2 separate regions of the Ovis aries genome follow, and region 1 is linked to region 2. The links are chromatin contacts, called in public Hi-C maps. All regions are on one chromosome and are shown on one strand. The core of a region is the stretch at or near the end of the contact, and the rest is flanking DNA. Distances in the headings are between cores, read along the strand shown. Region 1 overlaps FAF1 (Fas associated factor 1). Region 2 has its middle 40 kb from the start of DMRTA2.

Evidence for each region. A called contact is a pair of places that touch in the nucleus more often than the background predicts.
Region 1: a contact with region 2 is called in a Hi-C map of hypothalamus, with 4 times the contacts expected there. The contact joins two enhancer-like sites. A contact is called at or near these places in 5 of 16 Hi-C or Micro-C datasets (hypothalamus, liver, muscle and 1 more).

Annotation. Positions count from the first base shown.
Region 1 is chr1:25,200,438-25,204,017 of ARS-UI_Ramb_v3.0, forward strand. The region is part of intron 8 of FAF1 (Fas associated factor 1); the gene reads right to left. Among named protein-coding and RNA genes, the nearest start is that of FAF1, 230 kb to the right of the region's middle. Within about 2 kb of position 1,429, at least 5 of the 54 cell types and tissues checked have an H3K27ac peak or open chromatin away from gene starts, as enhancers often do. A contact at or near this core is called in hypothalamus, where this site is marked.
Region 2 is chr1:24,877,193-24,880,388 of ARS-UI_Ramb_v3.0, forward strand. No RefSeq gene overlaps it. Among named protein-coding and RNA genes, the nearest start is that of DMRTA2, 40 kb to the right of the region's middle. Within about 2 kb of position 1,634, at least 1 of the 54 cell types and tissues checked has an H3K27ac peak or open chromatin away from gene starts, as enhancers often do. A contact at or near this core is called in hypothalamus, where this site is marked.

The DNA.
Region 1 (3,580 bases), core at 179-2,678, 320 kb after region 2:
AATTTAATTTAAATATCAAGCAGCATGCTATCCTCTTCATTAAAGGTCTTTGAAAAGTAAAATTTTAAATGTTTTTGTGGTTGTCTTTATTTCTATATTTTAGATAAACATGTAAATATTTAAATATTCTATATTTTATATGTCTAATTTCTATATTTTATTTTCTAAGAATATAACTAAAACATATTGACATATAAAGCATATTGGTACATTATGCCAAAATGTAAACTCTAGACATTTATTTTTTTGTAAAATGTTTATAATTATCACATAAGTCATATACTATTGGTATGATTCTGCTGTTCTTTGCTAATGGCTATATTTAAAATAAACTTGATTACAGTGTAATATGTGCCATTAAACAAAAGTAAACCATGGAACAAAAATATATCATAAGAGAATTATGCCCAAAATATAAAAAAGCACAAAATAATTTGCATGTGATCCTTTGTATTTTAATCCATATACCTTAGAATAAGAATTAATTATTTTACATTGTCAGTATTCCAAGTTAGAATTGTACACAAACAGCTTTAAGAATAAAAAATAACTATAAATTTGCACAAACTAGGTTTGCTTTTACTTTCTTTCTAATTTTATAATAATTTTGGTTACTAATCAGAATTATGCTAAGCAGAGCTATGCAAAAACAATTTGGAAGTTCATTTGAACTTAAGGTTATTAATTACACAAGTCCAATTTACATTTAATGGACTTTAATACATTATATATTTTTATGGTACCATGTGGAGATCTGGAAAAATGGTTGGCTCAAATAACTGGTTCTTTTTTAAGGGCATTTTATCCCTTTCGGTTTACTCAGTAACAGCGATATATTTTTTAAGTATATATTTTACTCAAAAAATTCATAAGTAAGTCACAAACCAAAAGCTAACAGATGTGTGACTTCTAATTAGTTATAATAATCTCTGCTTCAATGCCATTAGAATGAGCCTTTCTTTTCTTTTGAAAACTAAAAAAGCTTTCCTTTGAATTTTAAACTGTCAGGGTGCTTCAAAGTCAATGTACAAAATCTGCTTTGATTAAAATTTTAGACATCTACAGTGATAACTTTATGAAAGGAAAATATTAAATTATAATTATCCTAAACAGACACAGTCTTGTGAAACTAACCCTACATTCATGTTAAAACACAAAGAGTTGAATATAATGAATTTGATTCATCCTCGAACACAAAGCTTCACCACAGTAAACTCAGTCAACTGTTGCTCTTGCGCCTATATTCATGGTGCTTAAATAGCGCACTTTAAAACAAAAAAAACTCCAATTGGCTTTTCAGACATCCACCCTCCCCAAAAATAACGCACTTGAAAAACTCAAATGATATGAAAGGCTTCAAGGCCTCTTTTCTCCCTTTCATACCCCCTTTTTTTTTATTTCTGTTTGCAGTAATCTGCCTTTCTCTTTCTCTTTCTCATTGCTACAGAGCAAGCGAGGAGGCTCAGAGCTTTGAAAAGGGGGCTCAGTGTGTAATGGGTCTACTAGAATTAATTTACTTGCACCAAATCCATTGAGCACAGAGGGATTTTTTTCCTCCCTCTCTCTCTCCCTCTCTCCTCAAATCATTTGGAGTCGAACGCAGCCCCCCAGCCTTTGTAATTCTAGTAAAGCACTTAAAGTGCACAGTAGGTGTTCATGAGGACCATCTGGTCAAAAGCAAAACAAGCTGCTGATTTTGCCTTTGAATAGAATGAAGCAAGTGTGAATTAGTCTCTTCAATTAGCACTATTACAACCTGTCAAGTGCATATTGTAAAACAGGATTATTACAGTATTGGTCACCAGTGCAATTATTTACTCTCTGCCTTTTCTTGCATATAAAAATGTCTTATGTTTATTAGTTTCTGAAAACTGAACATAATATCTCTTACCACAGGCATTTAAAACCTACCAACACACAAATCACAGATGATGAAATACAGTCGGCCAAGAAGTTGTTAGAATACCCGTACCTTAAGTAACAAAGGTCTAAACCTCTGTCAACTTTTTAACAAAATTTCATTGTTTCTATCTTCTTGAAATGTAGGAGAAGAAATACTTACATGGGCTAAAAAAAAAAAAGCCCAATGGAGATAATTTTAAAATACTTTCAGAGGGAGAGAAAGACTTGTCAGTTCTAATGGCTGCATTGTAAATATTAAATGTATTTCCTAAGGAGATAATTTATTAAGCATCACAGAAAACCCCAATATTTATAAACTGATCATTACTTATTTATTCATTTGAAATAGCATAACTTCAACACATCTCTGTTATAAAGTGCAATGTGAAACTTATAATATACATGCATATTTAAAAGAAACTTATAATCTCCTTTCCTGAAAGCTGAATAAAGGCTTGAATTCACTGCCCAGTTTCTTAAGAAATTATCTTTTATTCTTGCTTAGGTATCATTTGTGATTTCAAATTAAAAAAAAATCAGACTATGATACATGCTAATTAAAATGGGTTCATTCTAATTGAGCTTATATGTCATTTATCTTGCAATAAAAATAAACCACTTAAATTTTTAATTAAGCACACAATTTAATTTATCCTATTGCATATGAACATTCTCAACTCCCTACTCTTCAGTTCTGTGCCAGCAGCCCCTACACTCTCCATACTGGAAAACAAACAAACCAACAAACTGTATCTAAAACATATATAGAAAGGGCACATTAGTTAAGAAGTTACAGTCAATACACTACTAGAAAATTGCTCCTTAGTATAACCTGTAAAAGACTACATATTTAATTACTGGTACTAACCTCTAGCACTAAAGGAGAATAGTTTGAAATATATGTTAGTCAAGCAAGTTAAGAAAGTAGGAAAAGAAAAATGCACACAAAACCCTAACAGGAATTTCAATTTGCAGAATCAGAATTAGCCTCATGAGTTCACAGTTATTTAGCTGACATTATTTTCAAGGACTGGTATGATTTATTTAATTTACTTCTACTTGCTAATTCAAATTTGTAGCTTCCTACTTAACAATTACTAGTATTAGTAGTAAAATGTTCTACTATTTCATCCAAGATGTATCTTTATAGGTTGTCAATTTTTCCCTTTAATTCCCATTAAGAAATAAATCAACATTAACAAGAACAGTGAGAATTTTAGGATAAAGTGAAACTCAGAAAAGAATTTAAACAATTCCAATAGCTATTCATCATGCCTTCTGCTGTATGAGACATGGAATACTCCATGATTCAGAACCAAAATTACTTTGTTTCTTTAATCCTTATTATTCTGGGTCATGTGTATATTCCTTAAATTTGTATGACATCTACAAAGCAAAGTGGATATTTTGTCTAACAGGAGCTTCTGCAATAGCAAGATGGACAACAAAGAATTAGTTTCCAAGAAAAGTTGGCTTGATTTCAGGGACTTTATATCCTTTTCCACACCTGGGATTAGGATTTACAGTAGGCAAATCAATCTTTTCTTCTCCTTAATTTAACCAATCCCAAGTGCATTTGTAACCACAGATCTTTAATAGTATTTGAAGACAGAATTACTTAGATCTATACAATTAACTGTTTAAAAAATCTAAACTCTCAGGGTAGAAAATTCATTAG
Region 2 (3,196 bases), core at 384-2,883:
ATTTGATCTTCTGACAATCCTATGAATTAACTCTACTCCATTTATTCTTGGAGCAAAGCATTGAGAATATGTTATTGTTGATGAAAGTTGATAAAATTCAGCTGAGAAAATAAAAGTGCCAACTCAAAAAAAAATAAAAATAAAAATAAAATCTAATACTGGAGTGTGAAGTCAAGTGGGCCTTAGGAAATATTGTTGTTGAGTTGATAAGTCATGTCTGACTGTTTGTGACCCCATGAACTGCAGCACATCAGGCTTCCCTGCCCTTCACTAACTCCCTGTGTGCTGTGCTTAGTTACTCAGCGTGTCCAACTCTTTGCAACCCAATGGACTGTAGCCCACCAGACTCCTCTACCTATGGGGATTCCCAGGCAAGAATACTGGAGTGGGTTGTCATGCCCTCCTTCAGGGGATCTTCTGAAGCCAGAGATCGAACCCAGGTCTCCCACATTGCAGGTGAATTGTTTATCAGCTGAGTAATCAGGGAAGCCCAAGAAAACTGGAGTGGGTAGCCTATCCCTTCTCCAGGGTATCTTCCAACCCAAGATCTTCTCAACCCAGGAACTGAATGGGGTAGCTGAGCTGAGTAGGTGGTCTGTCTACTGTCCTTTTTTTTCCAGCCCACCTACTTCTAGAAGTGCCTGAGCCTTTGGAGGGTTCCCAATGTAAACCCAGTTTCTTGCGTAGACCATTGGGGGTGTATCATGCAGCTTTCTGAAGTCTTTTGACTCAAATGAGTTCCTAGCTTCCTTGCTGCTGGCATCTCCTCTCCTGTTCACTAAGTCCTTGCAGCTTTAAATCTATTAATCAAATCTTTTTGCTGTCATTTTAGTGGAATGTCAGGAAAAGAACAGACGTGTCCAGCCTGTCATCTTTAGTTGGAAGTCCTTTGCTGGGTTTTCTAATCTTTCTACAAAGACCACACATGGCACACAGTTTTAAAATATATTTAAGCACGTGAGTTAAATATTGTGAAATCATATAAAACAGTTTAAGAAGAGGATGTTCATCAGGATTCCGACGGGAGAATACCTCGAACGGGCTGGGTAGTGTAAGAAAGGTATCCTGAGATGCCCGTGTTTTCACATCACGAAGGCGAATAAATTCCTCTGTGTACGCATAGTGACCACCTCGACCTGCAGTTACAACCGCAGCAATTAAAAGGGAGACCACTAGGTGTGGCGGGAGAGAGCGGTCCTTGGGGTGATGAGGCTAGCGAAAAACCGTCACAGTTCCTCAGTTCAAATTTCACTGCATTTCAGAGGCAAGAGCCCTCCTCGGAATTGAAGCTCAGGAAGGAGCCGGGCAGCGCAGCGTACTCGCGGGTAGCGGGAAATTGGGGGGTGGGGGGAGTCACACAGAACCGAGGCGAGAGCCAGGCCTCTGTCCCCTGCACCTAGATGAGGTCAGATAGGTCGGGGGCAGGGGGCGGGCGGAGCCAAGTCCAAGGCTGAGTGCCAAACCCACACCCTTGTCTGAAGCGGGCAGAGGGTGAGCCTCCAGCGTGGCGTCACATCTGGATGCACCAGGCTCACCCCAGCTGCGCGCTCAGGTGCGCGGAGCCCCGAAGGGGTGGGGCCCGGGAGGAGCTGCCTTTCCACTTTGGGCCACACGGGGGCAGCAGAGGACAGGCGGAGAAGACAGAGGGCCTTGGGATGGGGGTGGAAGAGGGTAAGGAGACAGGGAGAAAGACCTAGAGAGGGCTAGAAACACAGAGAGACAAAAGATGAAAGTGAAGGCAGTAAAATGAAGAGAGGGGAGACAGGCAGCCAGACGTCCAGTAAAGGTGCGCCTGGAAGCCCCAGAGCCACAGGGGAGCCCAGCACTGCTAATCCTGACAGTGACCCCTCTAGGTGCTGTCTGAGCCTGTGATTACTGCGAACCCTTTTCATTGATGAGGGAACTGGGGAAGAGAGAGGACTGTGGTCAACTGTTAGGACGCGGAATCCTCACTAGATAGCTTCCTGGCTGGGTTATTTAACTTCGCTGCCTCACTTTCCTTACTTGTTTCACGGCGTTGTTGTGAGAATTAAATGAAACAACAGATATAACGTGCTAGACTAGCACTCAGCATAAACGCCAACAATTATTGTGTTTTTCTACCTTGTGACAACAGGTTAGAACGTTTTATCCATTTAAAAACTTAGTTATCTGTTTTTATAAAGTTTTTTCTGTGAAATTATTTACAGATATCTTCCTCCTCCCTTGCCCTTTTTAACCTTTATACATATCACAAAATCAACCAAAATGTTCCCCTACTCTGAAATCTGAATCCTAATTAGTGGTAAAAATTTAAACTTGGTTGGCACATCACACTTTAAAAGTATATGTATCTTTTTTTTTGTTTTTTGGACTAACATTTTATTTGGACATCAGATTATAAACAAGACAAATAAGTAAAATCCAGTGTTAGGAAATAAAAAGAATTTTAAAAGAACAATCAGAATGAAGTAAGTCAGAAAGAAAAATATCAGTACAGTATATTAACGCATATATATGGAATTTAGAAAGATGGTAATGATGACCCTATTTGTGAGACAGCAAAAGAAACACAGATGTAAAGAACAGACTTTTGGACTCCGTGGGAGAAGGCGAGGGTGGGATGATTTGAGAGAACAGCATTGAAACACATATATTACCATATGTGAAATAGATCACCAGTCCAGGTTCAATGCATGAGACAGGGCGCTCAGGGCCGGTGCACTGGGACCTGGGACGGCTCTGAGGGATGGGATGGGGAGGGAGGTGGGAGGGGGTTCAGAACAGGGGCACATGTACACCCGTGGCGGATTCATGTCAATGTGTGGCAAAAGGCACTACAATGTAGTAAAGCAATTAGCCTCCAATTAAAATAAGTAAATTAATTTTAAATAAATAAAAAGAACAATCAGGACAAATGACTCACAAGGGAAAGGGGAGTAACTTTTGAACTAGACTGTGATTTGTATCATTCTGTAACTTAATTCCTAAATATACCAAGTGAATTGATAATTTAATCTCTTAATTGTAATGCTCTAATTTAAAAAAACTAATGCGAATTATAACATGAAGACATTTTCATCTTGTTAGTTTTTTTTTTCTTTTGCTGTATGAAAGATAATTTTTGTATCATGTTCTGGGAGTAATAACAGCTTTTTTGCTCTATATAAATACTAGTGGAGATTCTCCTGTAACAAAATGATTATTGAAAAATAAT